Regions from separate parts of the Mus musculus genome. Here regions 1 and 3 are each linked to region 2. Evidence: chromatin contacts called from public HiChIP or PLAC-seq data. All regions are on one chromosome and are shown on one strand. The core of a region is the stretch at or near the end of the contact, and the rest is flanking DNA. Distances in the headings are between cores, read along the strand shown. Region 1 holds the start of Perm1 (PPARGC1 and ESRR induced regulator, muscle 1). Region 2 overlaps Gm52714 (a long non-coding RNA gene). Region 3 holds the start of Agrn (agrin).

Evidence for each region. HiChIP or PLAC-seq counts read pairs in DNA pulled down with a chosen protein or histone mark.
Region 1: an H3K4me3 HiChIP or PLAC-seq map of embryonic stem cells shows a contact between it and region 2, with 30 read pairs. The contact joins the promoter of Perm1 here to the enhancer-like site in region 2. A contact is called at or near these places in 5 of 39 promoter capture datasets (the C10 cell line, the HPC-7 cell line, cranial neural crest and 2 more), 1 of 15 datasets of contacts at CTCF or cohesin (CD8 T cells), 1 of 484 Hi-C or Micro-C datasets (bone marrow-derived macrophages), 12 of 115 datasets of contacts at active chromatin or transcription factors (the SCID.adh cell line, bone marrow-derived macrophages, double positive thymocytes and 6 more) and 4 of 9 other capture datasets (adipose tissue, embryonic stem cells, liver and 1 more).
Region 3: a contact with region 2 is called in an H3K27ac HiChIP or PLAC-seq map of embryonic stem cells, with 8 read pairs. The contact joins the promoter of Agrn here to the enhancer-like site in region 2. A contact is called at or near these places in 6 of 39 promoter capture datasets (the C10 cell line, the HPC-7 cell line, embryonic stem cells and 2 more), 1 of 15 datasets of contacts at CTCF or cohesin (CD8 T cells), 3 of 484 Hi-C or Micro-C datasets (bone marrow-derived macrophages, epidermal suprabasal cells and nephron progenitors), 15 of 115 datasets of contacts at active chromatin or transcription factors (the HPC-7 cell line, the SCID.adh cell line, bone marrow-derived macrophages and 8 more) and 3 of 9 other capture datasets (adipose tissue, liver and pancreatic islet).

What each region holds. Positions count from the first base shown.
Region 1 is chr4:156,214,604-156,217,766 of GRCm38.p6, reverse strand. Perm1 (PPARGC1 and ESRR induced regulator, muscle 1) reads right to left here and starts at 1,840. Exons shown (of 4, transcript NM_172417.3): 1 at 1,792-1,840; 2 at 1-1,050. The coding sequence starts at 766. It also overlaps the pseudogene Gm46877.
Region 2 is chr4:156,065,464-156,069,010 of GRCm38.p6, reverse strand. All of the region lies in intron 1 of Gm52714 (a long non-coding RNA gene), which reads right to left. Among named protein-coding and RNA genes, the nearest start is that of Gm52714, 3.0 kb to the right of the region's middle. Within about 2 kb of position 1,265, at least 85 of the 459 cell types and tissues checked have an H3K27ac peak or open chromatin away from gene starts, as enhancers often do. A contact at or near this core is called in CD8 T cells, the HPC-7 cell line, the SCID.adh cell line and 8 more, where this site is marked.
Region 3 is chr4:156,195,507-156,199,095 of GRCm38.p6, reverse strand. Agrn (agrin) reads left to right here and starts at 1,608. Exons shown (of 36, transcript NM_021604.3): 1 at 1,608-1,882. The coding sequence starts at 1,676. It overlaps Gm46878 (a long non-coding RNA gene), which reads right to left. Exons shown (of 4, transcript XR_003955191.1): 4 at 1-578.

The sequences.
Region 1 (3,163 bases), core at 591-3,090, 150 kb before region 2:
GAATAGGTGTAGAAAGATCCAAGCCTGACTCCTCTCTGGCCATCTGTTCAGGACTCGTGGAGTCAGGCTGTGGCTTATCCTGCTGGGCTTTTGCCATCAGTGTCCCAGACATGAGAGCCTCCTTGGGCCTGGTAAGCTGTGGGGAGCTCATCTGGGTAGCAGCAGAGTCCAGAGATCCGGAGTGCTTGGTCCCCTTGGCACCTACAGCACGCCTCTTCTTACGACCAGGGTTCCGCGGTGAAGCTTCGAGGCTGTCAGGGGAACTCTGAGGGTTGTCGCTATGGCCAGGGGACTCAGGACTATGAGGGGCTTTACTGGGAGAGCTAGGGGCAGGGCCTTGCAAAAGCCTCTGCATCTTGTCTCTGCAAGTTGCCGGCCCTGGAAAGGACAAGGCCTGGCCAGGACAGACACTGTCTAAGCTGGGGAACAGAGGGGCCTCTGACTGTGTGGACGTGCCGGCTACCTGATGACTGGCCTCCAGAGCCAGGACAGGCTCACACTGAGACCTGCTGACCAGCTGCTGAGCAGCCACGTCCTCCAACTCACGGCTCTGTTGTCCCCTCCCTTGGGAAACCAGCTGCCCAGTGAAGAGGGGTGGGGGCCCAGGGGGGCTGCTTCCACTGCTGTCCCCTTGGTCAATGTCACTGGACAAGGGCTCGTCACCAGAGGCCAGGTCAGCCTGCAAGAGGCCACACTCATCAGCAGTGGCTGAAAACTCGGCCCACTCCCGATCGCTGAGCTGGACGCTGTACTGGAAGTTGTCCATTGCACATCAGCAACGGTGCTGGAGTGACGGCAAGACTTTGGGCCAGGCAGGGTCTTCACAAATCCAGGATCCATGTACTAAGTAGCACACACTGCCACCATCCTGCCTGACCTTGTAGCACCTGCCCCCTCCCTGGCAGTCCATTTCTATCTGGAAGAACCACGGGACAGACTTTGCTTCTTCCAGCTTCTTCTACTTCATTCTTCTGAGTGAGATATCTACTTCCGTTTCCCCTATTTCCAATTCAACTCCAAATAACAGTACTGCGACACACTGTCACAGTCCTAAAATGAAATATGATTTCATATTAGTGAAGTAAATTAAAGACCAGTGTTAGTCATGTTTGGATGGCGTTCCCTCACATCTCTGAGATCTTTCAATGGAATTGATTTCCCTTCTCCAACTCTGTACACAGTGTTCTGCATCAAAGACCACCCATCAGAGATCAGTTCTCTATGACTGTCATTCCTAGCCTCCCCAGCTACCACCACCGGCAGCTAACCACAGAAAAGAATCTATAGTGTCCAGCAGGTGACCAGCCTTCTGTATGATGACCTTCTGCCGGCCTTGGCTGGCACAAGTTTTCTGAGCTTACCAAGGTCATGTTGGTCCTGGCTAGAGCCTACTCAGGAGTTTATAAGAGGAACCTAGGCCAGAGGTCATAGAACTTAAATAAGAACTCCCTGAACTCCAGCAGTCCATTCTGGCTGTCCTCAGGGTCTGTCCTCCTATCTATTCCTGCTCTGCTAACCAAGGCCCCATTTTGCCCAATCTGAGTGAACTAAGATGATCTGAGCTAGCCAAAGCCTTCAGTCTCTGACCCCCCCCCCAAAGGGGCCGTGGCCAGCTATGTCTAGAATAAGGAGAGTAGAAGGTCACTATGACTGGAACAGTCCTGAGTGAGAAAAGTCACTGGGAGCTTCCTACCTATCAACCTTTCTCTCCTCTCTAATCCCCTGGAGAGGCCATGATAAATCTTTCCTGCCATTAGGACCCATAGAAGAAAGGGGCTAAGGGTATCTTACCTGGTTCTCAGCAGCCAGCTAGGGCCATGGAGCTATCATCTAGAGGCCTGTCCCCAAGCAGCCAGGTGCTAGACTTCTTAATGCAAGCTCCGCCCCTACTTCCAAAAATAGCCTGTCCCTGGGGTCACTTATGACTCGTGCCAGTCTCAGAGCCAAGCCACAAATAGATGGCATTTGAGGGGACTCCAACAATATGAAGGACATTTTCCTGGTATGGGGCCAGCACTCGGGGTTGGCATTAGCTAAGGTCACACCGGATTCCAACTAGAGAAGACTGCCCTATGATTAACACTAGGCAGGTCTCCCTTCCCAAGAAGAAACCCATACTTCCAGCTCACTATGAAACTTCAGTCCCACCCCACCTACTACCTAAATGTCTCTAGCCCAATCTTGCAGACTATATTGTTGACATAGGTCTGACATCCAGGGCTCGTGGAGCCTCCTAGGCATTGCTAAGCCTGCAGTGCAACTAGAAGAAAGTGGGTGCATTCATTGCTCTTGTGAAGGGATCCCCACATAGGTACTGACCCTATGTGCTCAAAAAAGATTGCACGAGGGCAACGGGACAAAGTGTAGTCTGTTGTGAGAAAAGTGTATTTGTTGGATAGTCCTAGGACAGGACAGGATGGCCACTCTACCTAAAGAAGACATGAGCAGAGCAACTAGCATCTGTGCTGAGCTCCTTGCTAGGTCCATGAGTACCTCTCTAAGACGGGCACTAGGAAACCTTTCTAAAGGGCATGAGATGGGCTGGAGAGATGGCTCAGCAGTTAAGAGCACTGACTGCTCTTCCAGAGGTCTTGGGTTCAATTCCCAGCAACCACATGGTGGCTCACAACCATCTGTAATGGGGCCCAATGCCCTCTTCTGGTGTGTTAGAAGACAACTGCCGTGTAATCATATACATAAAATAAACAAATAATTCTTTTTTTTTTGGAAAAAAATAACCAACTTTTAATTTAACCAATCAAACTGCGTCCAGGAATGTCTCTAAACTTAACAAAACAAAATAAAATTCTCCTTTTAAAGGAACCAGGAGTTCACACAGCCCCACGCCCCTAAGGTCCAGACCAAAAGTAGCCCATTTTGGAGGCGCCTCTGTCCCTCAAACTCTCATCCAGAGGAAGGGCTGGCGATGGCGAGGGACCTGTGCCTTCCTCCCACCATGCAAGGAGTTCTTAGAAAGTCACAGTGGGTGAGCCTCTCCCACCTCACTTTGTGTTCACGCTGAGACCTCCAGAGAGGGGCAGGCAGGATAGCTCCACCCCAGCCCACTCAGGCAGCTGTTCCCAGTGCCAGGGTGGGAGTTAATATGTACTGGAGGAGAAAATCTCAAATGTCCCATCATGTCACATGTTCCATGCACAGGAAG
Region 2 (3,547 bases), core at 16-2,515:
TGGACTCAAGAGTCCATACCTTTCTCCTGAATCGAAGATTTTCAAATTAGATGCTAATGCAGACGCCAGGTGCTGCCTTTGCATGCAAATCTGTTACCTGTACCAATGTCGTCTTCTTCCAGAGCTCGGGCTTGAGGCAGAGCCGTAAGCGAGGAAAAAGCTAGGCTCCAACAGCTATGTGTAAATTCTCTGCAACTCCGCAGTGTGGCTGCGCTACTTTCGTGGAGATACCAGGAAATACCGTGTCTAGCACTATCCATGGGTACACAGAGCCAGACTTTCTTATACTGATTGACACAGGACAGATTTGCGCACAGGGACACCCAGAAGTAATAATGGGTCTCTTCTTCTGCCATCTTTGATCAAAGCCTGAACAGCATTTATATACTCTCAGGGGAAGGCTCAGCATCAAAACTCTTTATTTACAGTTACTTGGTTTTGGTATTTTTTAGATAAAAGTGTTTCAATATTTTGCACAAGCTGGTATCCAGCTCTTTGGCTCAAGGGACCCCTTTGCCTCAGCTTCTTGGACATAAGTTGGGTTAAAGTGTGCACCACCACATCCAACTCAAAGCCACCTTTTGTTGTTGTGTTTTATTTTTGAGACAGGATCTCACACTTTAGGCCAAGCTAACCTCAAACTTCCTCTCCTTTCCTTGGTTCTGAGATTACAGACTTGAGCCACCAATAGTTCACTGTGCAGGTAGAGGCAAGAGGATCGGGAGTTCAAAATCATCAGTAGCTACATTGAGAATTCAAGGTTGGCCTGAGCTACAATGAGACCTTGTCTCAAAGTAAATAAATAAAGCAAAATCAGAGAGAAAGAAAGAAAGAAAGAAAGGAAGGAAGGAAGGAAGGAAGGAAGGAAGGAAGGAAGGAAGGAAGGAAGATAGCAAAAAACAACACAAAATATTCAAGATCAATCACTTAGAGGTGGGATCTGGTATGTGTCCCAGGTGAACATAAAGCTGACATGGGTTCACCAAAAAAGCAAACCCAGCTTTTTGATGGGAGCCCTGAGTTGTACTTTTATGAGCACACATTTCTAGGCTTCAAGTCCTTGGTTACCTATCCAGCAAACACCAAAGACACCCTCTCTGCAGCTCCTACCTGGACTCCTGGCTACTTGAATTTAGGATGGAACATAGCAGGATGCTGGGAAACCCTGGAGGTTAAAGGCAAGGAGGTGGGGTCAGATAGAGGACAAGCTGTGGGCAGGGCTCAGCCAGCTCAACTCAAACAGGAAGTGGCTCTGCCTATCCACTTCCCCTTCCTTCTCAGGGTCTGAGGAATGCTGAGGTATAGAGCTGTGAGGTAGGTAAAGCTCTGACCTTACTCCCTTCTTCACAGAATCTACCCAAAGCCCTGCTGTGGAAGTCCAACAGCGCTCAAGGTTGCTCCTTCAGGACCATAGTGTCAATCCTGCTGACCACTCATCCTGGGCATCTTCTCTCACTCAAGAGAATGGCAAATTGGCCTGCAACTTCTCAGAGACCCCTTCACAGGACAGCCACTCCCACACCCCTATCGGACTTCCCATGCTCAGTTCTGTGCCTCCAGAAACCTAGGTGACAGGAGGTTGGGAGGGGCGAGGCTCGGCTGGAGCCTGCTGAGACTGATTTGCCTCAGATTTCCATAGCTATCTTGGTTCCACCAGCTGGGATTTTTCTACCCAGCTCCTCTTCAGTTCCAAGCCCCAGAGAGCCAGCCTCCCTGGAGGTTTGCAAGGTTTCAGGCACCGTGGGCCAATTGAGCTCCAGGGTTGCTTGCTTGAAGTGATTATTAAGAGCCTATAATGCTAAGATCCCTGGAATTTTATTTGACAGGTCATTGAGTTTAGTATGAAATTTGGTATGAAATTTGGGCTTGGCCCAGAGGCATCTTGGGTCCCGAACTTCATGCTCATGTCCAGGAACCTGGCTGGCTGAATGTGATGGTCATCAATATCAGGGACTGATGTACATACAAAAACACCATCTGGAAGCAGGTCCCCGTGCAGGAGAACATAAAATCTCAACAGCAAATCCCATATATATATAATGTATTTATTTGTATTTTATGTATATTTATCTGCTTGTTGGTATGTGTATCATGTGTATGTAGGTGCCCAAGGAGGCCAGAAAAAGGACCTCTTCCTTCAGCTCTTCCATAGTTTCTTCTGTCCTCTCTGCAGAGCCATCACCTGCTTCCCAGACAAATGCTGGAATTCTTTTTTTTTTTTTTTTTTTTTTTTTTTGGTTTTTCGAGACAGGATTTCTCTGTATATCCCTGTCTGTCCTGGAACTCACTCTGTAGACCAGACTGGCCTTGAACTCAGAAGTCCATCTGTCTCTGCCTCCCGAGTGCTGGGATTAAAGGCGTGCGCCACCACCGCCCGGCTGCTGGAATTCTTTACAGCACAGTAAATCATGAATTAGCCTCAGTTCCTACCATCAATAGGAAATATCAAATGTACCACATACCAATCACCAAGACTCCACAAGCCTCCTTTGCTTCACGGGAAGTCTGCAAGAAGTCTAAGTTGAGATCTCTTAGCTGCCAGACCAGAGGGTACCCAGAACTCCATCCTCAAATTTCCTTTTTTCTATGGTACTGGCATCCTGATGCAAATGATCTCCATGGGGGAGGCTTAGTACACCTGCGATCCCTTGGCTGAGTAGAACAAAACTGCAAAGCATGTGGACATAAGAAGCTGATGCGTTGGGCTAAGAAGTTCAGATAGCTGACCACAGGTTGGGCCTCTGGAAACCTGGGTGGAGTTATGGAGAACTAAGGTAGAACTCAGAGAGCAACTGAGAAAAAATAAGTATACAGTCTCAGGTTAGACAAATGTAGAAGAAAGCCGTGTTTAGGTGAATGTAAGTTTTTATAATATAGGTTCTGTGTTTTCTGCTCAAATTTTCTAAAAGATGCTACGGTGCCAGGCAGTGGTGGCGCACGCCTTTAGTCCCAGCACTTGATAGGCAGAGGCAGGTGGATTTCTGAGTTCAAGGCCAGTCTGGTCTACAGAGTGAGTTCCAGGACAGCCAGGGCTACACAGAGAAACCCTGTCTCGAAAAAAAGAAAAAGGAAGAAAGAAAGAAAGAAAGAAAGAAAGAAAGAAAGAAGGAAAGAAAGAAGGAAGAAAGAGAGAAACCCAAAACAAAACAAAACAAAACAAAAGTTGCTATGGTAAGTACCACAACCCTCAAGGTGGCCTGGGGAAGACACAGGAGAGTGGAGGGTTCAGGCAGAGAAGGTGGACATGTCAAGGCTGAGGTTGTCTACAGAGTCTAGTCCAATATTAACAGTCTGCTCTGTCCTTCTGACCCCAACTACATACTTGGACTGTTTTTGAAGCTTAGATCACAGACGTGGAGGACGGGGGCTCAGGATTTACTCAGGAGTGTAGCTGGGGATCCTTGCTTTTGGCCTTTCAATGTCAGGCCTAAGGTCACATGTTGCACATGCTCTGAGATGGCTCGGCAGAGCTGTGAAGGGACTTCAAGTTAACAGGGTGTCCTTTGGGGCATGAACACTGATGCCATGAATTTCCCATGGCCAAGGA
Region 3 (3,589 bases), core at 359-2,858, 130 kb before region 2:
CTGTGAAGGAGGGTGATGTGTTCTTTTGTATGTGTTCCTAGTCCCACCTGCACTAGTTCACAGAGGGTAGGATGGGGTCTCACCATTCAAATCAGCCACCTGCTGTTTAGGACATGGTAGTTAGCAAGTACACCTCATCCTCATCGGGGCTATAAAGAGGCCACTATAGGCAGGTTAGATGGGCACAAGTAATTGGAGGCTCATCTGTCCACAAAGGACATCATGTCTCAGATAGGAGGCACCCAATTTGAAAAAGCTTCACCCCCCTTTCTGCCTGATGGCTCTTTGTCTTTTCCTCTATCAGCTTACTCGGGCCTTTGAGTGCGCTTAGGGCACAAGCAAGTCAGTACAAGTCCTTCTGTGGTCCTTCAGACCTTTAAGAGAATTTGAGTGGAACCTCAGAAGACCCCCTTCTGGTTGGTGTGTTTGTGCTTATCTGGATTAGGTGATGCCAGATCTAGCAACGCTGGAGCCCACTGTGTAGATGCGACCTCAAATCTGGGTCCAGAAGGTGGAGTCTTTCTCAGGAGGAAGAGCTGCTGACACTCACACTTCACTCTGGCTTCTGGCTCAACAGCCTATGGAAGATAGCATAGTGTCTTCTCTCGTTTTTTTTTTGTTTTTTTTTTTTTCCAAAATTTTTTTCTTCACTTACATTTCAAATGCTATCCAGAAAATCCCCTATCCCCCCCCCCCCCACCCATTCTCTCGGTTTGTTTGTTTTGTTTTTGGTTTTTTGAGACAGGGTTTCTCTGTGTAGCCCTGGCTGTCCTGGAACTCACTTTGTAGACCAGGCTGGCCTCGAACTCAGAAATCCACCTGCCTCTGCCTCCCGAGTGCGCCACCACCGCCCTGCGCGTTCTTTCAACCTCCTGTAGGTCTAGTGCTAGCTTGGCTCCCGGGGGCCTCGGTTTATATCCTGCACTTAGCCAGGCCAAGCTGGGGAAGCTCTGGTCCACAGAGGGAGAGACGGAGGGGGCGGGGACGGTTCTGTAGCAAGACTGGAGAAGACTTAAGTCCACAAGGAGCATCACACTGGGCGGGTCTGGGCGCATTCGGCACAGTCACCGCTGACCGGCCATCGGCAGGGGGCGTGGCCTGTGGTGGCACCGGGACAGCCGCGGGGCCCTCTGCGCGCAGCCCTAGCGTCAGGCTGGGGAAGGGAAGGTCCGGCTCCGCCAGCGTCTCCTGTGCAGACCGGGCGAGCCCCTTGGAATTCCCAGCACGTCGCCCCTCGATTATACATCAACCTGACTTCAGCTGCATTTCCCGGTGGGAGGACAGTTCAGGCGGACGGGGGAGGGGCCCCGGCGCGACGCCTCCCCCTCCCCCAAGGCGGCCACCCACCCACCCACCCGGCCGAGCCCCCGCCCCAGCTCGGCGGGCGCCGCAGTCTCCGGGCTTTGTTCGCTGCCCGCGCGGGTCGCAGGGAGCGGGGGGCGGGCTGAGCCCTCAGGGGGCGGGGCGGGGCCGCCAGTCCCCGCCCAGTCCCCGCCCCGTCCCCGCCCAGTCCCCGCCCCACCCACGCCGTCCCCGCCCCGTCCCCGCCCAGTCCCCGCCCCACCCACGCCGTCCGCCCTCCCTCCTCCTCCGCCGCGCTGCGGTCCAGTCCTGCCCCCCGAGCGGTCCGGCCCGCGCGCTCTCCCGGCTCCCTCCCGCCGTTCCGGGCTGCGCCATGGTCCGCCCGCGGCTGAGCTTCCCGGCCCCGCTGCTGCCGCTGCTGCTGCTCCTGGCGGCGGCCGCGCCAGCCGTGCCGGGCGCCAGCGGGACGTGCCCGGAGCGCGCCTTGGAGCGGCGCGAGGAGGAGGCGAACGTGGTGCTCACCGGCACAGTGGAGGAGATCCTCAACGTGGACCCGGTGCAGCACACCTACTCCTGCAAGGTGGGCCCCGGCCGGACCCCACGAGACCCAGCCCTCTGGATTCCCAGCCCGGGGCTCCTCTCCCCCGTGGTCCCCGTCCCCGAGGCCCGCCCTTCGCGTGCCGGCCGCCCCGCTGCGACCCCGTCCCCAAGCCGTGGGAACGAACCCGGCACGTTTCTGCGGCCCCAGCTGGAGCTCCCTCGGCGACCGCCGAGCCTCCGGGGGGGGGGGGCGCTCGGGTCCCGGAAAACTCCGCCGCTCGGTGCGAAAGTTACTGCGGGGCCGCTGTGGCTCCTTTCACGGCGTCCAGGCCCCGGTTGCTGTCGTGCCCGCCCCCACCCTTGTCCAGAGCCCCTCTTTCTTGTTGGGAACAAGTGTACACCTTCGCCAAAAGGAACGAATAGGGCTCGGGGAGGCACGAGGGGGGACGAAGTCGACCTGTGGCGAGGCCTTTACCAGGGCGAGGGGTGGTCTGCAGGGAGTCAGGGGTGTGTGGTCTAATCTGCAACCCGGGGAGCCTGCGTAAGGTGCTGCAGCGAACGCGTGTCCGAGCCGGAGCAGAGAAATGGGCAGAGGGCTGTGGCTGAGTTTCCTGTGCTCGAGGCGCAGGGGCTCAAAGGACTGGGTTTCTCCTGCCATACGGTAGAATTAGCTCTGTTTCAACTGCAGCTGAATTTGAGAGCACCTTGGAATAGGTATGGGGTCGATACCCTCGGAATATCCGTTGCTGGTTCTCCTCGTCCCTCAAATCGCTTCGCTGGAAACAGGATTTGTTCTTACTCTTTGGGAATGAGAAGGATGGTGACTTCCTTCAGAGTACCGTGTGTTCATGGGATCCCCCCGCTGGGCCCCCTCCTCTCCCTGCCGAGGCACTTTGCCAAGTCCCTGCAGGATTTTCCCGACTTCCTCCCCGCTGCTCCTGGGTGTGGCTGGGGTGGGGGAGGTGTGAGAACTGTGAGCTTTCCCCCTTTGGGTTATCTCCCACAATAGTTGGGGGTGGGGGGCGCAGGTAGATAAAGTTCTTTAGGTGCTGCAAGTCTTAGGTGTCTCGCAGGAGCTAGGCAGGTGGAAAAGCTGCCCATTGTCTTTTTTGCTCCCTCCATTCCAGAACCCCAAATCCCCAGAGCGCCTCAATAAGGGGCTCCTTCCTAGAAATCCTTTCCAAAAAGTGTCTGGGGGCCCTGGACTTATCCTGTGGGCGCTGCGGGCTACATCTTCCAGCCATGTCTGTCAGAAAGGGTGCCCTCGGGGCCCTAAATAAGGAGGTGGAGGGTGGGGCTGACTTGCATTGCCCAAACTTGACTTTGTGGCTCAGAGCTGCCTCGCTGCACAGACTCAGGCAGACTATGGAGCAAAGAAGTGGGTCTTTACTTCCTGGGAGAGGTGTTGGCCCACACAAGGCTGTGAAGATCCCAGCTGGGATCTTGCTCTTAAGTCCTTTCACCTAAAGTGTCTGGTCCTGACTGGACCCTTAGAGTTGGACTTGGGCTGGATAGACCTGAGGTGGGACAATTGTTAGATGGTTAGATGATTGTTAGCCTTCTTATGTCATCCTGAATCCAGTAGGTGTCTACTGCACTGCAGCCTTGGAACATCTCTGCCCAAGGCTGGGGTTCACTGTGCACATTGGCTTGAGCTAGTGAGACCAGAGAGGGGGAAGGGTCCAGGTGTCCAGCCTGCAACCCTGTCCTCATAGGACCAATACACTTTTACTTCCATGTCCGCTCA